Regions from separate parts of the Anas platyrhynchos genome. Here region 2 is linked to region 1. Evidence: chromatin contacts called from public Hi-C data. All regions are on one chromosome and are shown on one strand. Each heading gives the region's core, a stretch centred on a gene start, on an enhancer-like site or on the middle of the called end of the contact. The rest is flanking DNA. Distances are from core to core; before and after follow the strand shown.

Evidence for each region. A called contact is a pair of places that touch in the nucleus more often than the background predicts.
Region 2: a contact with region 1 is called in a Hi-C map of skeletal muscle, with 1.8 times the contacts expected there. The contact joins the enhancer-like site here to the promoter of KDM6A in region 1. A contact is called at or near these places in 2 of 8 Hi-C or Micro-C datasets (liver and skeletal muscle).

What each region holds. Positions count from the first base shown.
Region 1 is chr1:124,100,407-124,107,174 of IASCAAS_PekinDuck_T2T, reverse strand. KDM6A (lysine demethylase 6A) reads right to left here and starts at 3,290. Exons shown (of 31, transcript XR_011804999.1): 1 at 2,509-3,290; 2 at 2,141-2,204. LOC119714862 (a long non-coding RNA gene) reads left to right here and starts at 3,478. Exons shown (of 2, transcript XR_005262104.2): 1 at 3,478-3,845; 2 at 4,272-6,768.
Region 2 is chr1:124,142,250-124,149,017 of IASCAAS_PekinDuck_T2T, reverse strand. All of the region lies in intron 3 of KDM6A (lysine demethylase 6A), which reads right to left. Among named protein-coding and RNA genes, the nearest start is that of KDM6A, 42 kb to the right of the region's middle. Within about 2 kb of position 2,792, at least 1 of the 8 cell types and tissues checked has an H3K27ac peak or open chromatin away from gene starts, as enhancers often do.

The DNA.
Region 1 (6,768 bases), core at 2,041-4,540:
CAAAACACTGTCAGAAAACCGAGGTGGAATACCAAAATCTAGAAAAATAAATAGTATTTGCTCCATGGAGTCATACACTGACGCAGTAAGAGAAGATTCAACAGCATTCCCAGAAACATACTTCAAAAATATCAAAAAAGCTGCACAACTTCATTGACCTGACATAGACTGTAAATACTAAAACTTTAATTGACTGACATAAAAAAAAAAATAAAGGCATCATATGCAAGAAATAACTCAAAATCCAACGTGCTGAACTGCTGCCCACTTTCCTTAAATTTACAGTATGCAAAATAAAACCTAACCTAGTGATGTTATGTGACAGAACCTAATTAATACGGTGCTTTTATTTTCCACCTGGCCTCCTTAAGCTCTATCCCATACGATTCTCTGTAACGCTCCCGATAGCCTCAGCAGCACTCACTCTGCAGACCTGAGTTCTAGCCCACTAACAGTTAATGGACGTTATTTAACTGGTCTGACGTGTCACTCCCCTACCTTTTTATCTGGAAAAATACTTTAGTAGCTAACTCCAAAAATCAAACCGAAACAGCGAGGGTTGTTTCGTTGTGTTGTTGTTTTTTAATATATAAGCACAAAGAAAAGTGTACTTGCTTTTCACCCTGTCCCTCCCCCCACGTCCTGACATTGAGCTTTTCGAATTACGCCAGAAATAAACATCCAAGCACGACGGAGGGCCTAAGCCACCGAATCCGACGCAGTATGGAGCTGGGGCTCCAGATCAACCAAGCAAAAATGAATAAAAAAAATACGGGGGGGAGAAGGGGGAAGAAAAAATATCTCCACGTGAAAATATCAGCGCACAACACAACACAATAGGCTGAACAAAGTGTCAAACGCGGAGCTCCTGACAGGAACAAGTCGGAAAGCGGGACCCGGAGGAACAGAGCCCCCTGCTTCGGCCGTGCGGTGCTTTCAGAGCCCAATTTTTATTATTATTTTTTTTTTTTTTCCTGCTGCGCGGGTGTTTTCCCAGATCCAACTCGCCGCTCCTCGGCCCCGCACAGCCTTTGTCGGCGGCTGGCGGCCCGGCAGCTCCAACGTGCTACAGGTTGATAAGGGCCGACGGCAGCTCCGCGGAGCCGGGGAGCAGCCGGGGGGGGGCCGGAGCCAAGTCGCGGGGCGCAGCCGGGAGCTTCCCTCGGTGCTCACCGGGGGTGTGAGGAGGGGAGAAGGAGGAGGGGAGGTGGGGTGGGTGCTCCGTGCTCGGGGCGAGGCGCCTCGGTCCCCGCTGTTTGTTTCGTGTTTACCTCCCCCCCCCCCCTTCCCTTTCTCCTCCCTGTCCGGCCATCTTGGGCCGACGGGAGCAGCCATTACTTAACTCAATGACAGGGCCCGCAACTTTTCGCGCAGCCCTGACGAGCCGGGACAGCGGGGAGGGAAGGAGGAGGAGGAGGAGGAGGGCTGAGGGTTGTGTGTGTGTGTGTGTGTGTGAGGCAGGGGACGCAGCTCCCCGGGAGCAGCCCGCACCGCTCCGCTCCCCTCGCCCGGCAGCGGCTGGGACCGTCCCCGTGGCCGCCCCGTGTCCCCTCACACGGTCCCCTCCTCACCGCTTTTTTATTTTATTTATTTATTTATTTTTAACCCCCCCCCCCCCCCCCCAGTGCTTTAAAGCCCAACGGCCGGCGGGCAGCGCGCGCGCCGCCAACGGCCCCCGCCGCGCGGGGCCAAAATCACGAGGGAGGCTCCGGGGAGAGGCCAACGTCAGCAGCGCCTCGCGCGCGCCCTCCCCCCGCCGCCTCCTCCTCCTCCTCCCCCCTCTCCCTCACCGCCTCCCCCCCCCCCCTTCCCCTCTCCCTTCTCTCCCCTCTCTCCCCAGCCGCCCCCGCGCCCCCCTCCCCCGGCTCTCTCCGGCCCGGCCCGGGGCAGGACGAGCCCCGCCGGGACGCGGCTCCCACCCCCCCCCCCCCGCCTTGAGGGGAGGTGTGTGTGGAGGGGGGGGGGGCTGCGGATGTGGCGGTGCCCCGCGCACACGCAGCCTCGCCCGGGCCCGGTGCACACTCACGCACACTCGCACACACTCGGGGGAGCGGCCCGCTCCCTCCCTCCCCTCCCCCTCCGTTCACCCCCCCCCCCCCAAGGCGGTCTCCCCTCCCCATCCATCCATCCCCGCTCGTACCTTTAACAGCAAGGCCTTCGTTCTGGCGCCATCTTCATGAAGCCTCAGAAAGCCGAAGAGGCGGCTGCGGGAGGGGAGAGAGGAGAGGAGAAGAGAGGAGAGGAGCGAGGCGTTAGCGACACACGGAGACGCGGGCCCCCCACCCCCCCCTCTCTCTCTCTCTCTCCTCTCCTCTCCCTCCCTCCCGCAGCCCAGCGCCAAGGCACGGCGCGGCCTCGGGGCCGGGCGCACACACGGGCACGGGACGAGGAGAGGAGAGAGGAGAGGAGCGGGGTGCGGAGGGGAGAGGGTCGGGGTGGGGGTGTGGGGGGGGAGCGCGGTCCGAGCCGGGACGCGGAGGCGGCCGGGGCGGCGTGGGGAGCGGGTACCTGTCGAGGCCGGCTAGGGCTTCCCTCTCGTCGGCTGTCAAGCTGGCGAAGTCCTCCTCGCTCTGCCCGCTCGCTTTCCCCGCCGCCATTTTCTTTTCCTCATCACCGAAAGGAGCAGCAGAGGCGGCGGCGGCGGCGGCGAGCGACACTCCGCACGATTTCATGGAAACGCAGCGTAATTAAAACCGCCGATCGCAGGCGCTTCTCTCTCTCTCTCCTCTCTCTCTTCTCCCCCCCCCCCCCCCACCGCCGCCACCACCACCTCCGCCACCACCCCTCCTCCTCCTCCTCCTCCTCCTCCTCCTCTCTCGCGAGCCCCCCGACACCCCCCAGCGCCGGGCGGGGCGGGGTGCCCGACACACGCACACGCACCACAACTTTTATTACAACAACAACAGCCGGCAGGGAGGGGGAGGGAGGGAGGGAGGGGAGGGGAGAGGGAGGGAGGCGGGGGGAAGCCCCGCTGCTCGGAGGAGGGAGGGAGGGAGGGAGGAGGGAGAGGGGGAGGGAGGAGGGAGAGGGGGAGGGAGCCCCAGCGCTGGAGGCCAGGAGGAGGCGGAGGCAGCGGCCCAGCCGTGTTTACATCGCCGCCACCACGCCAGACGCAGGCAGCGGGGAAAGGGGAAGGGGAGCGGGGCTGCACCGTGCCGCCGCTTCGCCCCCCTCCCTCCCACCCAGCCCTCACGGGGCCGCCCCGGCGGAGTTGTGCGGCCGCGGCGCGAAGTTGCGCGAATTGTGGCCGCCGCCGAGCGCCGTGCGCCTCCTCCACCCCCCCTCGCGCCCCGCCCCTGCCCCGCTCGGCCAATCGCCGCCTCCGCGGCGCCGCACGTGACCTTTGTTGACTTACGTCAGTCATAGCGCTCCGCCGCCGCCGCGCTACGGCCGCTTCGCAGCCCGCCCCCCCTCGCCTCATTGGTTGGAGGAGGAGGGAGGGGGCGGGACCAAGGGGATCGGCGGCTGGTGAGAGGGCGGGCGGGCTGTCAGTCAAACGAGGGCGCCTTTAAAAGCGGAGGGAGAAGCAGAGAGGGTGGGGGGGAGGCTTTGGGGAGCGAGGCGGGCGGAGTTGCGTAACGGGGGCTCCGTGCCGGGGCAGCGGGCCTCAGCCCCGCCGTCCTATCGCTGCCAGGCCCTCGCGTAACGCCTGAGGGGCGGGGGCCGCGCCGCCCTCCCGCTTGGCTCCGTTGGCGGGGCGTGGCCGCCTTGGCACAGGCGGCCGATAATGGCTTCCCGGAGCGGGCAGCGGGCACGGCGCTGCCTGCGGGCGGCAGCGGCGAGGAAGGGCGCCTCAGCCCGGCCGCGGCCGCCCCCCGTGGCTTCCCTACCGCCGTTAACCGACGGTTGGAGCGTGTGGGGGTGGGGGTTGTCGGCCGTTGGTCAGCCGCCGCCCCGCCAACGGACGAGCGCGTGGCGAGGCGTGCAGCGCGCGCGGGCGGCGAGGGGCGGGGCCTAAAGGGGGGGTGGGGGGGGCTCGCGCCGCCCCTCCGCGGGCCTCCGTGACAGGTGGAGCGGCGCCCGGCGGCCGTCACGTGACGGGGGGGGAGGGAGGGCTCTCTCCCCTCAGAGGAGGGGCCGGGCGCTCAACGGCTGCCCTGGGGAATTGGGTTAACGAGGGCTAAGGGCGAGCTACGCAGAGGATATTCAGTAAAATTCAGGATGTTCTGCTGCTTCCATCCCCTCGTTTTTATTTTTTTTTTAATTTAATCGTCGCGTGCTCGTGAGACTGACCCATGTTTTGTTGTTTGTTTTTTTTTTTCCTCTCACAGGTGTACCAGGTAACGTTCACCTCAGTGATGTTTTCAGAGTGGCTCCTCAAGGTGTGATCTGAAGTGTGCTGAGGCTGGCGTGACTTCCCAGCGTACTGGCTGAAGATCTGGCCAAGACAAAGTCTCGAATAGTGCAAAAGACTCGAATCAATATGTCTGTGCTCACCCCAAAAGCAAAACCGTGTGCGCTCTTCTTTCTGATGCAATTGCAGGTAGAACAAAAAGCCACCTGAGTTCAGAAAGGTTGCCTTGCTTCATAAAATAGCCAGTAGCCAGTTGGTTAGAGTATCAATGCAAGAGGCAAGGGATCGTGTTTAAAGCTCTCTTGTTTGAGGTTGGACTCCAGATAAAGAACGAGTTACTCTTGTTTCTGGGAATGGGCCGTATCCAGGTAATAGCGAAAATATTAATAAAGTTATGATCAAACATCTATCTCCAGTGTTTTGCACAGCTCCTCCATCACATATTTTCTCAGCAGACTCCTGAATCTATTAAATATTTGTTCATTTGTTAGATTTTTAGATTTGTTTGAATCCCGACATCTGTGAGTCTTTAGAACCACTTTGCTGCCTTCAGTGTGGGACTTGTGGATGGATAAACCTCTGGGGCTGAGCAGTGCCCTTTGGGTCCTGCTTCCGTGTGCATCCTCACCCCCATTACACTTCCACACAATTTCTTTGTGTGTTGTTCTGCTGTGTCCAGTGTTGCTTTGTCATGCTCAACGCTTGTCCAGTCCGTTCAGCTGCAGACCAGTTTGCCAAGGAGCTCCATGTTCCAAGTTGGTGTTTGGCAGCCTTGTTCTCTGCAGCTGGGAATTGAGATGCAAGCTTGATGCTCGTTGGTACTGCTTGCGAATTAACGTTAGGTACAGCAAGCCTGAATTCTAGAATTCTCCATAAAGCCGAACACCCATCGCTGGATGTCCTGCTGAGCTGAAAGGCGGCTCTTAATGTGCAGAGGGAAGGAGGATTTAGCATCAATGCTGGGATTTGAGCTGCCATCTCACTTGGTGTCAAGAGTAGTTCTGCTATCTCAGACATCCAGGTTCATTGGTAAATAGGACAAGCACACGGGCAGGAACTCAGTCTCAGCAAATAATTTTGTACAACATGGAACAGGGGAAGGGTTACCTCCTCCCGATCTACTTTTTCATTTTCTAATCATTACTGTTCATTTCCATCAATTCCAGCAGTCAAGTGCTTACCTTGCTGTAGTCAACTAAGGGAGGAGCTGTTGGCAGATGGTGCTGATCCTAACAGGATTTTTTCACAAGCAAGAGTCCAGTAGTCTGACAAATGTTCACCACAGAAATTCATTGTAACTGTTGATAGAAACTCGTGACCAGGAGCTTGTTTGCTACCACAAATGCTGTCCAGTGTCAGGATTGCTCCTTCTAGCAATGCACAAAGCTCCTTGCTGCAAGTGCTGAGGCCTGATCTCTTTTTGTCCTGTCTCAAGGACATCTGGGACGAGACAAAGCGTCAGTTCAGCCTGATGGAGAATGGAGGAACTGCTCTTCCTGTTCTCCTTTGACATGGTCTTGAGGTTCTTCCTGGACAAAGCAGCCATCACTGACTCTCTTTCTCAAAATCATATTCTTCACTGGATAAATCTGGTTTCATTTTCTGTGTCTGTAGGGCTCTTGCTCTCCAGAAGGGCAAAGAGGTTCTGTGCAATGCTTCAGTGGCTTTACAAAGTGCATTGAAAAGACGCATTTGCTCCGTGTAGACCATCTGTATCACAGTGTTTATCCGTGGGTGTCTTTCTTCCTCTTAGTAGCCGACCCCATCTCAGATGCATTCTCTGGCAACTTCAGATACACGCTTATTTCTAAGAAAACTGCTTAACAAACACTGATTGTTACTGATACACTTGGTATGACTTCCAAGTCGGGTAGCAAATTGGAACAAAATTTCATTCTCTATTAGATACAGCTGAAATATCACATTCTCCCACAGCCTGAGACATGGCTGCTACTCACCTACAGCAAGATACATGATTTCAGCCCCTGAAAACACTGCGGTGCTTAAAGTTATTGTACGGATTCAAGTTGGCTTTTCATCCCTGCTTTTCACATTTCTTTGCAGCTCCTAGGATAGTGAGGGTAACAGCTACCTCCTTGTAACGTTGTGTGGGAATATGAAGCAGCACAGGATGTGTGTGTGACCTCTAGTGACATTGCTTTCAAAGAAAAAAAAAAAAAAAGGTCATTCAGGTGTGGAGTCAACATTATGCTTGTAAGAGCCCAGAGGACCTCTAGCTCTAAGGCAACTCCTTTTTGCAGTTCCCTGGGAGGACGGTGACAAGACAGCAGCGATCTCAGATGCGTGCGGCAAGATATGCGTGGTGAAAAACAGCGAGGAAAGAAAGAAAGCTAACCAGAAGAAGCCTCAAGATGCCATTTTGTGTCTTATAAAATATAAATCCAACACTTGTGTTATTGCTACCTTGCCAGATTTCAGTCGAGCTGCCTGAAATATGTGACTACTGGGCATAT
Region 2 (6,768 bases), core at 1,543-4,042, 42 kb before region 1:
AAGCTGCTCTAAGATTTAAAAATTTAATCATGTAGCTCATTTACCATGCTCCCTGATGTCCTGTAATTTCTAAAGAACTAGTACAGAGGGACATACAAAGAGAAATCAATTTCACATGCCCTTTCATTCAGTAGCTGGAGAAACAAAAGCAAGTAAAAAAAAAAGCTTACATTTTATTCAACATCTACTAAGACAGACTAAGCTGAAAACCAGCTCTAGAACAGCTGTTTTGAAGAATACTAGTACTACATAGCAATGCGCTTCTCAAATAGCCATTCCTACCTTCTTTCTGACTAAAAATTCTTGTTGATACATCTTGCCCTTTGGCTAACAGGCATATGGCAACATCAGACTAGAATGCAAACAGGCCTTATGTTCTTGTACGATCACTGCACTAGGCACCATCAAAAATGGACTACTTTAAATGATGATTCACTGCAGTTACAGTTTCATTTTTCTACTATTTGCTTGGTAAGATTTGAGAATGGTTTCTACATAGCATGCATTTTCCAAACAACAAAAGACAACAACCTCTGCTTTGAAAAATTACAGTCACTAAACAGATTAAGACAGCAAGAACTGTATGTACTTGCTGTGCAGGTTCATTTCCTGAAGGTATCACGGATGAACTATGTCCTGAAATTTTATCATCCTTCAATGCCTGTCCTGCAAGCTCATGTCCATAAGTTGGAAGTATAAAGGCTTAAGCAAAATAAGAAAATATATTTAATGACAAGACACACAGAGGATACACCCAGACCTCCTTCATCTCCTGTAGTTACATTCTGTACCCTAGTGATCTTCAATCTTTTTTAATTACTGCAACCCTATATATTTTTGATTGCATTTACAAAATTCTGCCTGTGGGTAGAAACAAACAGGCTAATAAAGATGCTGATCGTTTAGGGTAACCCCTACACCATCACATTTGGAGCAGGAGTATGTTTGCCATTTTATTGTTTTTACCCAAATCCTCCAATATAAAGCAAATGCTGTTTTCTCCTGGTATGTTTTTCCTTCCCAACACAGCTGACTACCAAAACTCTGGGACCTTGCAGCTCTTTTGCGGATCTTCTTGAGTGTTGATCAGTATCGTTGCTCAAATCCATTGATTTGGGTTGGATACAGGAACAGAGATGGCCTGTTCTTTCTAACTAGTTTGGAGTTTTTCTGCCTCTAACAATCCCCCAGCAGGATACTCCCATGTGCTTTCCACAGGGGACCAAACACCCCCAGTGGTGCTGCTCCTGCCCTCCTCATGCTCCACGTTGCTCCACTCAGGACAGCACGGATCTGACCCACAGCAACCTGCACCCACCTCTGCACTTACCCATCTTTGGACACCCCCTGCCACTGTTTTTACACACCTAGTTGGTATGAACCATGCCTATATTGTGCCTCTCAAACCAGAACTCCCTGAAAAGCCAGCTTCTAGTGCTGGTGCTCTAAAACGGGATTCATTTGGATGCCCAGGGTAGGAAAAAAAATAGGAGAATATTCACGATTGTTACCAACATGCCAAAAGCATGAATGCTTACATGCAATTTAGCTGAATAAAACCATTTAAAAATTGACACCATCAGGCTAAGCCTTTCAGAACTTAGGAATACAACTCCCTCCCTGCATCAGTACAAACTGAAGTATAGGACCACAGCCCAAACATAAGATTAAGAACGTTAAGAGTAACCATGTTTCACTCACATTCTGTAACTAAGCTGGGCACTATATGCTCACAGTAACAGAAAACCGCCTCCTCCCAGGTTCACCTTTTCCTGGGTATCATTAATAATTTTATGACAGAAAAGTGTAATTAGCTTTTGAACACGGGGATGATTTTGCTTTCCCAAACAGGAAAACACATACGAACAATAAAACACTTTCGTAATACACCACACCAACATGAAAGGAAAAAAAAAGTCTTAATTTAAGCAATAACTACCCAAATTTTAAAGGTTAAAGCATATTTCAAATAATTAAGTCAACAGCACCGTACAACGCAAGACTTAGGAAAATAAGAAATTCTTACAACCCATTTTTTAAAAAAACTAACTATTGTAGTAATTTATACAGGGAATATGGATAAAACAATGGGATGAAAAGAACACTAAATACAATGCTAAAGAAACAACAGAAGACCAGTGGAAAAAAAAAAGCCTTACTGACAGTCAACAACCAAACCCACTCTTTATGCAAGTGCAGCAAAAAGATGTATAGCTCCAGTTTTATTCTTGCTCCTAACTCTGGACAGTCAGAGGATTTGCAGCCCTGATCCCCAGCCAGAGGCACAGGAACAGAGCTAAACAGCACTGAAAAATGGGAGAGGTCAAACAAAGGTATGCGCTGTGTTCAGACCTGACTGACAAAGCATGCACTTATCAGTGGAAGAGAGAAATTAGGAGGCACAGGACGCTAGGTTCCACTAATGCTACTGCTTTAAAGCAACTTGCCCAGAAGTACTAGCACTATTTAACACAGGGAAAAAAAATCATAGATTAAAGGAGTTTTTGCTCCATTATATTCTGCTAGTTATCCTTAGAGTCCTGATGTTTGTAAATCAAGTTCTTTTCAACCTCTTGCACACTTCAATAAAATTCAGCAGCTTCTCACAGTAACAATTGAAATCATTGAAATTAGTTCCAACCTCATATGCTACAACTAAAAGCGAGTACTCAGAAATCATGGCCTGATGAAGCACATTTCATATACACACAGTAAGAAGGTAAGACCTTCATTCTAAGAAAGGTCATATTACTCTTACAGAGGAAGAAGTAACACATTACAGCTCTCCTCTAGAGTGTCTGAAGTGCCCAATCCCACTTCTGGGTTCAGAAACCTGTTCCAGGGATCCATCCTAAAAGCTGGGACAGGGGAGGGTCAGGCTGGGGGTTAGGGAAAGGCTCTGCACCCAGGGGGTGGTCAGACATTGGGACAGGCTCCCCAGGGCAGTGGTCACGGCACCAAGCCTGATAGAGTTCAAGAAGCATTTGGACAATGCTCTTAGACACAGGGGCTGATTTTGGGGGTGGTCCTGTGCAGAGCCCGGAGTTGGATGTGATGATCCTTGTGGGTCCCTTCCAACTCAATATATTCTGTGATTCTTCCCTCTGTTTCTCACTTCCCAGGTCTTCATGAACCATGACATACTGGTAGCTAGTCAAATCTCCAATTGCAGTCCTTTCTTTCTAGGGTAACAGCATTCTGCTGCTACCAGCCACTGCACTTAACTTCTTGAAGACAAAATACTACAGTTCTCAGTGTTGTGCTGAAAATGTTGCCAACAGCAAATCACAGAGGGATCCATTAGGCCTGCAGTATCCCTTTCCTTCTTAAAAAAAGCTAGACACCTAGAAGCTGTTGTTCGTGCACAATTTCAGTATTTAACAAGTGCTAAAGTTCCAGATGTGAAAGTTTATTTCAGCCCTGGTCACAACTACATTAACATCTGCTCCGCAAGAACACAAGCTCTGCTGCAAACGATGGACAGAAAAACTGGGGGGAAAAAAAAGGATTCAACAATTTTCTTTGTTTTTTCGTTTCTGCCAGAACCCACATGAAAGATCCCTAATCAAGCATACTCCTAACAAGAATCTTGCACATAAGTCATGCTAGAAACCAAATTATGAAAGGAAAGTTTCCGAAAAGCCACACAGCTTACTAATTTTAAAACAAGCAACTTCTCCTCTAAATAAAGTTTTTAACTATAGGAGGTGAGTGCAAACTTCTCATATTACAAAACTTACTATAGAATAAGGAAAAGGGGGGGAAAAGTGAATCTGCTGAGCAAAATGAATAAATGATAAATAAATAAATCCCCTTCTGAAACCTGACCTCTGCTGAGCAAAACAAATAAGTAAATATAAGGGTAAGATAATTTTTGACGGGAGAAAAAATGTTCTATGAATCACTGTTCTTTTTAAACATTAGAGTCAACTCACATTTTTTAAATTAAAGTGAAGGACATTTTAACTGAAAAGGGATAATTTTTTAAATAAGCCCATAATCTAAAGGCTTCCCAGGAAAAAAATAAAAAATTCTCATTTAAAACATAGAGATAATAAGACGGACAAATCAGATCTTTAAATATTAGAGATCTCTAAATAAAACTGGCTTTGCAAGTAGTAAGATTTTCACAAATAATGTGAACTTTAAGAATACTAGGAATACAGGGAAAATTTTGAAAGGAATCCAAATGTACTGGAACAGAAAAGTTAAATTAAGCATCTAAGAACTTCTGCAACATGCCACTTACAACGAGCCTTAAAAATCCATTAAAACTAATCTAGGGCTACAAAACACCAAAACGAAATGAATACTTTGAAATCACTCTTAAGCACAGCAGAATTCAGCAGACAATCTTCTGATTAGGAGCTTATTATTAAGTTTTTCAAATCCAGAAGTTCACCACTGAAATTCTTAAACCTCTGGAACTGCCGGAGTTTAAACATACAGAAACTTCTTTTTTCACAGCATGCAAAACCCGTGTTCGTTCTTCATTCTCAACTCCATTCATAACATCACCTTTTCAACCACAGAAAATTTTCTTAAACACAAAACTGAGAAATCATATTCAGACATCTAAAACAATACCCGGACAAGTGTCTCAATAATTCCTACAAAAGTGGTTCCTGGTAGCCTACCTCCATCCTTTTGCCTAGTACTTCATTACTTATCAAATCAAGCTAGCACTGTTTCAATCAACTTTACTCTCCAAAACCTAGCAATTTTACATTACTTGCCTGTCAGATGATCCTTATGCCTAGGTTCTGGAAAATCCTGCAGCATACTGAGTGGCAGACACAGCATTTGCCATTCCACCCTGAATAAGGGGCTTGTTTGCCCCACCGGTATATGTAGGTTTTCAGAGCAATCAGAATCACCTATATGGCTTGACGCAAATAAAACAGTGTTTGGCTAAAATAGTTCTGAAAACAAAAGCATTATCTTTCTGCTGAAAGAATTAAAATGACACTGGACAGCAAGAAATCTCCTAAGCTACTCCACAATCTTACCTGCCTCTGCCACCAAATGTAGCACTGGCCCTCCGTAAGTCTAAACAGCCACCCTCCACTGGCTCCCTCTTATTAAAAGACTTTCACAGCCACCCAGAGCCACCCGTTTGCAGCATCTACAGATACACACAGACAGAATGATACAGCCTTTTCTGATTCTCTCCCCAAGACTTGGCTTCTTCTCTTACTATGACTAGGGTCAATGGACATCTCACCATCATGCCAGGGATGATACCTGATGATGGTGATACCTTCCTGATTTGCTCCTGTTTAATTCCTTGATTTCACACAGAGGAAACAAAATACATTTTATACAATTACCATGTATGTGGTTTCAGATATATATTTTTTTTTATCTCCTTAACTGCATAAGAGAATGGTAAAGCTTCACAAATTACGAAATTGCATCAGTAAAGCAAGATGAAAATGGGGATCAAGAACTGCCTGAATGACATCCTTCTACTTGTTATTTCTAGCACATCCAATCACAAATCACAGTCACCAAAGAACATCTTTTATTGCCTACTCTGATGATACCTGAAAATTTAAGAGGCCTTTGAAAGTGATACTAACATGGAACTCTGAGTATTTTGGTGCCAAAGTAAGGGTAAAGTGAACTAGATACTGACACCATCTAGTGGCACCTTGCAAGGCTAAATGTGACCACCATGTATTTTTGGCTTGCTAAACTTCAAAAAGTTACAGGCAAGCTTGAAGTTGATGACATACACCTGAGAAGAGAACCTGAACAACCCAAAGCTCCATAGTCTTCAGTGAAAAATGGCCTTAAATACATTTTTCTCGTTGTTAATTTTTAAACAAGCAAAGAACAATTCCTAGTGCTCATCTAGTGTGAAAATAAATGGTAACAGAAAATTAGCTGAAGAACAGCACAAGAAAAGCAAAGAGAAGGTATATATATTGTTTTAAATCTGACAACTCGTTCACGAAAAATAAATGTTCATTAAACACCTGGGAGCCATTTGCAGGTTCTGGAAACAGCTGATTACATTGTGCAAGGATTTCTCCACAATAGTGCTTTAACCCAGCAATGTGAATGCTGCTGGGCCCCAGAATTAAGAACATCAAAAGTTGAGGAAATTCCAAGGTTGAGTCAATGATTTTAAAAAAGAAAAAAAAAAAAAGGTGTGGAAGTTAGAGCAGCAAAACACGGCTCAGGTCTTTTGTTCTAAGGCCTCAGGGAAGAGGTTGTTCCCAGCTTCCTCTAGAGATTTGTGCTTAAAGTACCAAAAAGATGTGATCAAAGAAGCCTAAAGCATGTCTTCCTTTTTAACACAGAATGAACATGAACATACAAAGGCAACTCAATCATACATTTACAGAAGAAAAAAATAGAAAGTCCTCTCAGTAATGTTATTAACAAATGCGCATCCCTATGTGGAAATATAATGCAGTGGCATGCTGGTGGGAAACCCGACGTCCCATGATCTTACTCAGCTATTCACACAGGAGACTAAGTGCTAAATGTGCAAGACAAACGAGTTACTTATGACAAAGTTTGCTATTACACAAATCTTTTAGATAATGAACGGCATCCAGTTTAGCATATGTTTACTGGGAAAAAAAAGATCTTTAAAAATTGAGAATGTCAGTGAAGGAACACAATAGAACCACAGGTAGCTCAAAATCCTTCAAAGAACATATTCCACAAAATGGTTTTTGACAAATAAGCATTAAAACATTTCCCAAAATGAAAAAAAACTCAGTCAAAAACATGGAAACATGGTCCAGTTATATT